2 separate regions of the Oryctolagus cuniculus genome follow, and region 2 is linked to region 1. A link is a contact called in public Micro-C data. All regions are on one chromosome and are shown on one strand. Each heading gives the region's core, a stretch centred on a gene start, on an enhancer-like site or on the middle of the called end of the contact. The rest is flanking DNA. Distances are from core to core; before and after follow the strand shown.

Evidence for each region. A called contact is a pair of places that touch in the nucleus more often than the background predicts.
Region 2: a contact with region 1 is called in a Micro-C map of ear pinna, with 3 times the contacts expected there. The contact joins two enhancer-like sites. A contact is called at or near these places in 2 of 6 Hi-C or Micro-C datasets (ear pinna and embryonic fibroblasts).

What each region holds. Positions count from the first base shown.
Region 1 is chr9:69,331,641-69,335,639 of mOryCun1.1, reverse strand. No RefSeq gene overlaps it. Among named protein-coding and RNA genes, the nearest start is that of MIR15A, 26 kb to the right of the region's middle. Within about 2 kb of position 2,224, at least 7 of the 8 cell types and tissues checked have an H3K27ac peak or open chromatin away from gene starts, as enhancers often do. A contact at or near this core is called in ear pinna, where this site is marked.
Region 2 is chr9:69,845,778-69,849,776 of mOryCun1.1, reverse strand. No RefSeq gene overlaps it. Among named protein-coding and RNA genes, the nearest start is that of DLEU7, 320 kb to the left of the region's middle. Within about 2 kb of position 1,881, at least 2 of the 8 cell types and tissues checked have an H3K27ac peak or open chromatin away from gene starts, as enhancers often do. A contact at or near this core is called in ear pinna, where this site is marked.

The DNA.
Region 1 (3,999 bases), core at 975-3,474:
TGCAAGCAAATTCCCCAAATACAAGAATACTACTTATCTAGACTCCCCAGCCGATTCTCTCCTCAGGTTTATTATACAGTATACATAATATGTAATTATCTGTTTGTTAGAATGTGTATGGTTTTTACTTTATATATCTTAGATTGGTTTTTGTAGTTTTTGTTAGTATTCAGAAAAAGCAGTGAAACTATTCCATATCCATATCTTATTCTTATAAAATGGTAAAAATAAATTAGCATATTTATTCATCTGACAGGAATTACTCATATTTGGCAAAAATCATGTCAAGCTGATTTATCATTTAAAGGGGCTCTTGAATAAGACTAACCCTTAAGGGCACTGATTTTTAAAACACTCATTAAAGAAGCCACTTGAAAATATCAGTAATAGCTAATATTTATCAGTATGTCAAGCACAGTTCAAATGCCGTTAGTGTATTAAGCTAATCTACATCCTTATAATAGTCCAATAAGGCATTAATATTGTTCATTTTTACAAAAGGTCAGACAGATAAAATGACTCACCTGAGATGACACAGTAAGTAGCAGAGATGGGATTCAAACCTAGGCAGTTTGGGCTGGAGTCCAGCCATCTAAACAGTGCACAAAAGTACCACAGATATTTAAGACAAATACACTACTTTACCAGGTTGTTTTCTTTGATTATCTCAAATTGGTAAAATCCCTTTCCAAATGCACTTTAATAATGCAAACCATGCCAGCCTTCTCCCATTTTCTTTCTTAGCACTTCAGTCACTTGCATATCCACTGTTTGATTTTTTTATACTCCACCAGTTATGGTTCACCACGGGTTGTGTTGTGATGAAAACTGGAATAAACATAACAATACATCAGAGTTTAAACTGTTGGAGTCTTTTAAAAATCCATTATAATTTAGGATTAAGTAAAAAACAACCAGTCAAAAGTAATCTTTAAATGTGATCACTTAGGAGCAAGAGCAGCTCTCTTTTTTAAATTTCATCTTAACTAGCCTAGTAGCAGGTAGGATACGTCTTCAAAGCAAGTGAATCATTCGATTTTTAAGGGAAAGTGACAATTTTATCATAAACAGGTTTCCCTAGGTCTTGTGCTTCTACTTTACCAATGCTAAGACTTTGGGGCAGGTGGCTTAATCTGAGCCTCAGTTGTCTCTCATTTGTACAATGACACACCAACTTCTCAGGGCTGCTGTGATCAATACACGTGATTAACCCAGCACACAGCCGAGGCACCATAGAGGTTACCGCTTTATGAACGCGTCGCACGACGCAAGCTCGTCTTTGCTGAATTCAGCTCACTTACCCTGCCACTAAAAAAAAATTTTTTTTAAATCACCCTACACGACACCAAACACCGCCCATTCCTATCTCCAGAACTCAGCAGAAACTTTAAGGACGACCCTAAGAGAAGCTGGATTCAAGGAAGGCGCCTTCGCCAGCAGGCAGCCGGGCCAGGGAAGCGGGCGCGGCGGCCGGGCGGGGGCGCGCGCTCGGGCACGCGCACACCGAGGGGCGGGGGACCACGCCTCCCGCCCGTGCGGGTCGGCGCCTGTAGGCGCGCTAGGAGCCGGGCTCCATGGTCTGACAGACGTGGGTTCACCCACGCGCTTTGTACCTGGGTGCCTTGGGGGGAACCATTTGTATCTCAGTCTTGGTTTCCAGATCCTCAAACCGAGAATAACAAGACTTCCTACCTCGTCAGCGTATTGTGCGGCTTCAGTGCGATAGCTCTGGGAGGGGCGTAGGCGTAATACCAGAGCCGTACACGCTGGCGGGGTTGTTTGGGGGTACACCTGGGTCCGTACGCAGGGCCGCAGAGAGGCGTCCCGGGATCTGGAGTTTAGACACTGGCTGTTAAGGGGTTTTTCGTTTTGCCTAAGCTAGACTCTTCTTGGTTTACCTCGAAGAGTGGACTAAATGCCTGTCCCCAGACAGGTATCTGTGGCTTGACACGCCCACTGCCTGAACGTTCACTCTCTGCCTCCGCGGCCGTGCAAACTCGCTGCACGCAGGCGCAAGCAAAGAGGTGCGAGAACTGCGACCGCGGAAAAGGGAGAGCGACGCACAACCGTGATTCTACGCATGCGCAAGGCAAGGGGTTGGGGAGGGTAAAGGTGTGCGCATGCGCAAAACTGTCGGGCCCGTAGGGGGGGGTTTAGAGGCGGTATTGACAGCTGTGGAGGCAGCCCGCGTTCCCGGCATGCCCCGGGGCGGCGGGGTTGGCTCTAACGAATTTGAATGAGGAGCCTCAGCGCTTTCGGCGCCATTTTCGAGTGATGCCTGATCTCATCAATCTAGCGGGAGGGACGGGACAACCTGTCCGAGAGTATAGCGCCATTAGGACTCCGCCAAAAAATCGCTAAAAAATCACCAAAAATTACTTGGAGCAAAGGGCAGTCCATGGTGCTTCGCCAAGGTTGGCGCAGTCGGTAAGAGCTTGAAGAAGTAGCAGGACGGGACGCGGGAGGTGGCAGCGGTGGGACCGGCAGGCGGTGGGGGGTGCCAGGAGTGGGCGCCGAGTCCGCCGTCACTTGACTCGCAGAAAATCCCAGGAGAGAGGGTTGGGGGCAACGTGGGCGTCCTCGAGTGGGCGGCGGCGGGCGGAAAGTGGCGCGAGCGCCGAGCGACGGGGCTGTGGGGGGGAGGGGAGCTGCAGTTTGAGCGGGACGCGGACGCGCTGCGGCGGGGCGGCCGCCGCCCAGCGGATCTGTCAGCAGGACCCCCCGCCCGGGCCGGGGGCTGGGCGCGGCGGGGTCTCGGCCGCCGTCACCGCCTGACAGGAGGGAGGGGACGCGCGCCCTCCCCCCACGTCCCGAACCGAGTCGCCTTTTCTCGCAGTTTTCCCGGCCCGCTGATGGCCGCCTTCTCTTGACAAGAAACTTAAGGTCGACGGAAAATTCAGGACCCAGAGTCCTGGGTGTCTGCGGTCTGTCGCGACCGACAGTGCCCCGGCCCGGCGGCACTCGGACGTTTAGATGGCCGTCTCCTGACGCTAAAGCTTGAGGTGCCCGGGGCCGGAGAGTTTCGCTGCCTTCGCCGCCCTCCCCCTGCGCGCTTCCGTCCCGGTGCGGTCTTTTTAGGTAGGGGTCGGGCTGCCGGCGCCGGGCGCTTCGCTGCCGGGCGAGATGGGGCGGGGGCCGGCGGTTGAGGTTGTCGCGGGCTTTTGGCAAGAATGTTGGACTTAGGCGACTTGCTCGGGATTTTTGTCATTTGCTCTCTCGGCGTTGTCCTTTCCCGGGGGCGGGGGGAGGGGTGTCCGTGGTGAGATGAAAGATGGGGCTTCAAGCTCGCTGTTTCCTTCTCGGAGTCGCAGTTTTCTTAGAAGACTTTTTCCTTCTCCAGTCTTTGAGACATTTGCAAGGGGAAAAAGCGACCTGTGAAACTGTTTTGATGTTTTCCTCCCGAAAAGTCTGTACCCGGACAACTTAACGGTAATTTTGCAATCCCCACCTTTTCTTGGGAACACTCTTGACGCTGGGGCGGAGGGAAGAGGGATGTTATTTGTCTTCTCCTTTGGTGAATTTTTTTTTTTTTGGCCCCTTAGCTGGTGGATTCTATCAAATCTTACTCGATAACTCTTGAACGATATAAGCCAACGACGGTTTTAACTTCAGGTATCACAATATGGATAATGGCCTTTGTAAAAATCGCGCATTAAAGATCTTTTAGATCTTGGATCCTTTTCTGCGCTGAAGGCATCGCTAGATTAACCCTTTACTGGGATGATTTGCGTGTGGGGTGAGCGGCGTTGGCTGCAAATCTTGGAGAGATGGTTTTAGCAGTAGCTGTTCAATTGTTCGCAAAGAGGAATAGCGCTTCCTTGGAACCGCAGAGACACACGCTTTAGGACTGCCTGCCTGCAGGACCCCCCGCCCCCGCCCCGATAGGGTGGAAGGATCGATTGATTTCTTATTTCTTTTGAAGACTGGGGGACCCGCCCTCACTTAGAATCTTTCCGGGAGAAGACCAGGAGAGCGCAAAATGAAGTTTTTCGAATTGTG
Region 2 (3,999 bases), core at 632-3,131, 510 kb before region 1:
TGAGCCGCAGCGCCGGCCCATTGGGTAGGTTTTTAATTCAGAACCACAGACACACAAACTGCGTGGTCCATCTAAGTTCAGATGGATCTTAGGGCTGCTTTACCTGAAGCACAAAAGATCTGAATTGTGTCCCACACAGAGAAATTGCCCTTAGAGACTGCCTCCGTGATTGGTTTCTCTCCTAATATGCGCCAGTTAACATGTGTATACTTGACAATTTGCTGAGCACTTCGTAAAACAAAAGGCACCCGATGTGATTTTATATATATATATATATAAAGCAACAACTGTGTGAGGAAAAGTGACCCTGAGATCCTGCAGTCCACTGACTCAGTCCCTTACTGGGAAAGGCTCCTGCCACTCCCCTCAGTCCCACTCCTGGACAGAGAATCACCAACGTGTGGGGCGGGTCACCACCTCCGCCTCAGCCCTGCCCCCTGCCCCGGGGACGTGCTGACCCGCAGGGCCTCCCAGCAGCGGGAGTCAGTTGCACGGCCCTTGGAGTCCTCCTTGGAAGGCAGAGTTGGATGTTTTCAACACCAGCTTCCTTCAGGCATTCACTGCGCCCCAGGCTCCACATGGCCCTCGGGAGGCCAGCAGGGCTGGGGGAGGGGGTCTTCTGGTCCCTCACCATTCCCTCACCAGCCCTTGATCAGCCTCCCAGTGCCAAGCTGCATCCCGGCGAGGAGCACCCAAGCCCCTCCGGCAGGAGTTTTGTGGCCTCAGGTCTCTCTCCTGCCCCAGTTCCAGTTTAGGACAGGACCGTGCAGAGGGGTCAGGGGAGGGGCTGACCGAGGCTCGGGGATGACAGCGTCCAGTCTGGCTTTTGCCTCGTGTGACTTCCTTCTCACTGTTCCCTCGAGCAACTAGATCTCCTCATATGAACAAATCTGTGTTAAAATCAGTTGTTTTTTCAGAGAACACAAGGAAATGATGATGCTAGCAAAGCTTTCGCTAAACCACACTGTTTGTCCACAGCGGGCACCATGCTATACATTTCACATTTGTTATTTCATTTAATTCTGGCAAAGTCCTATACAGGCAGGTGTTGCCACTATCCCATTTTGCAGGTGGGAAAACAGAGGCATAGAGGTTAAAACAACTTTCCTCTATGGACACATACACACTAAGTGACTTCTTCAAATCTCATAGGTTCTGACTCCGGAGCGACGCTCTGAACCTAAAGGTCCATCTGCACGTTTCACGGCTAGTTGGCTGCAGGGCATTTTAATAAGGCTAAACTAGTCACAGGGACGGAGGGGTGTAGCAGTCTGACTGGGAGGAGAGTCAGAACAAAGCCCAGGCAGCAGGGACAGAGAACTGGAGTGTGTCCTCAGGGGCCACTGGGACTTTGGCTGGACCCATTTGTTTTTCTAAGCACAGGTACTGCATGGTCATTTGAAACCACGTGCTTACCATCGCGGGACACCGTCCACGGCAGCAACCTGCCTGAAGCTGGCAGGGGCAGAGGAGGAGGAGGGAGCGCATCTGGAGAATGTGGGTCAGCCCTTCCTGCACAGAACGGCAGGGGAGGTTGATTTTTAGTGGGAAAGATTAGGAAAGTGCTTCTGAAATGTTTTCCACAGAAGTACAAACTGGTGAAATCAAAGCTGACACACTTCTGCTGCGGGCCGGGGGTGGGGGTGAAGTGGGGGCCCATGGCTATAGGGACTGGCTGCTGTTAACAAGCTCAGATACTTTTAAACTACGTTTGCCCCCCTCCCAAAGAAATGCATATCAAACCCACTAAGAGAAGGACAGACAAGCAGTGCTGCAAGTCAGGAGACCGCCCCAGCCGCCAGCAACCCAGCTCACAGCTGCCACGCAAAGCCACAGCCTCTGCTGCTGCGACACACACACATACACACACACACACACACACACACGCTGCTCCCCCTCCTTGGCCCGCGTCCCCGCCTGCACCAAGACCTTGCCAGCTGCGCCTGATGATCAGACAAGTGGCTTCCAGCCCAGCCTCCAGAATTCCAAAGAGATAATGCTGAATTTGATGGCAAAGCCTTCCCAATTCTGCAGGGCCCGTTTCCCCAGCAGGAGCTGCGCTCGCACCCCTGGAGCCAGGACCAGCCTGGCAAGGGGAGTAATTGCAGTCTAATGGCGTGGCGCTGCCCCGACTGCCTTTCCGGCTGTCACTCTCTGGCCCTGTTATTACTGGCTCCAGCTTTATTTTAGGGCTACTAACCTGCCCTTACACGTCTGCTGTGCTGTGCTGGTGAACTGCAGCTGATGGGCCTCTCAGAAAAGGGGTGGGTGTCTTCCTTCTACCTCCAGCTTTGCTTTTGTTTTTCCTTCGGGCTTCTCTCTCTTCCTCTCTCATTCCTTCATTCCACCTGGTGGGAGTGGGCGTCCGTAGCTTTTTCAGGGATATCTCCCCAGCTGCCAGCCAGTCGTGCTATCTGAGAGCCAACTTCCAGGTCACAGGTGCAGAGAAGGGGAGCCTGCCCAGGCTGTTCTGTAGTGCTGACTGGGGGGTCCAGGGCCCAGCCCCCGGCTAAGCCAAACTCTCTTGGGCTATTAATTATAGCAGACAAGTAGGCCAGCATCCCACCCCCAAGGAAATGGCAGTGGAACGGGGTCAGGGGATTCCACTGTGCTCGTTATCAGCCGGTCTGGCTCATTTATTTAAGAAGAAGCCACACTTGTCCTCTCAAGAGGCACGGAAGCCCAGGCCCTGCGCATTTTCAGCACACTCCCCTCCCCTGCCTGCAGCGTGGACCTACAGAATGTAACGGGAGCCCACTGAGGGCTCAGGCCCCCGCCTGCGTGCTCACACCTGCGCAGTTCCGATACCTTCCTTCACTGCGGCGGAGGGTCTTCCACGGCAAGCAGATTTGAGCACAAAACACAGTGTGGGCAGCACGGGCAGGTGGGCTCCAGCCCGTGTGGGTGGCTGGTTGGGCCACTTCACAGGGACTTGCTCTAAAGCACAAGGAGAGGGCTTTGATCTCCCCCTGAGACTGCAGCACACAGGATGGGGACAGTGTTGAAAACCACATCAGACTGGAATCAGGCCAGGTGCTGTGTCTAGCCCTTTTTGGCCCCTTGTGTGGTCTTGCGGGTTTCTGAGCTGCAGGAAAGATCCAACTGCACCCGACAGAACCGCGGCGAGGCTGACATCACAGGAGGAAATTGTGAGAAATGGCTCTGTAAATGGGCAAACAACATAGATGAAAGAGGCTCTTGTTACTAGGTTTATCTTTGAGGCAGGAGCACCAAGGGCCAGAAAAGAGAAAAAACTGAACTCCCAGTCTGAGACGCTGGGAGAATCAGGCAAGCCTCAGTAGCTGCTCTCGGGGCAGGATCTTTCTTCTGGAATATTCTGCCACTACAGCAGCAGGAACAGGTGTGGCACTGCTCTTGCTACTGATGACACGGCCAATTCTGCCATCAGCTGTGCTAGAACTCAAGCCCAAATCACGGGGCTGAAATCCTTGCAATGCCAGCCAGCCCTCCACTCACCAGCAATGCCGTGTAGTGTTGATAGCCTAGACCCTGGGACCAGGCGGCCGGGTCGTGAGTCCAGCTCGCTATCTATGAACTAGATAGGTGGTTTGTAGAGAGTGAGGTTGAGGATACTACCTAGGACTCATAGCGCTGGGAGAATGAAACGAACAGTAAAGGGCCTTGAAGAATTTCTCACATGTGGTGAGACAAGTATGGCTATTATTATTTCCCAGTACCTTAGCCCACTCTAAAAAATAATCTGTACATTCTAGATTGGGGGAAGAGATAGATTCTCTGGGTATAATGCAGAATAGAGTTTGACTGGGTTTTGAGAAATCCAGCCCCTCCCCCTCCACTCTAGTGGGAAGTATCTGCCTTGCCACACTAAGTTACAATTCAGGGTCCAGAATGGTGAGCATAACTGCTTCAAAGAGTGATTATGTCTCCTGTCACTGGTGGAGCCCAGGACTGGAGGAAAACGGGTCATGTGGCTACACTTGGGCTACTGGGTGGACTTCTCTCTCAGGCCTCACTTCC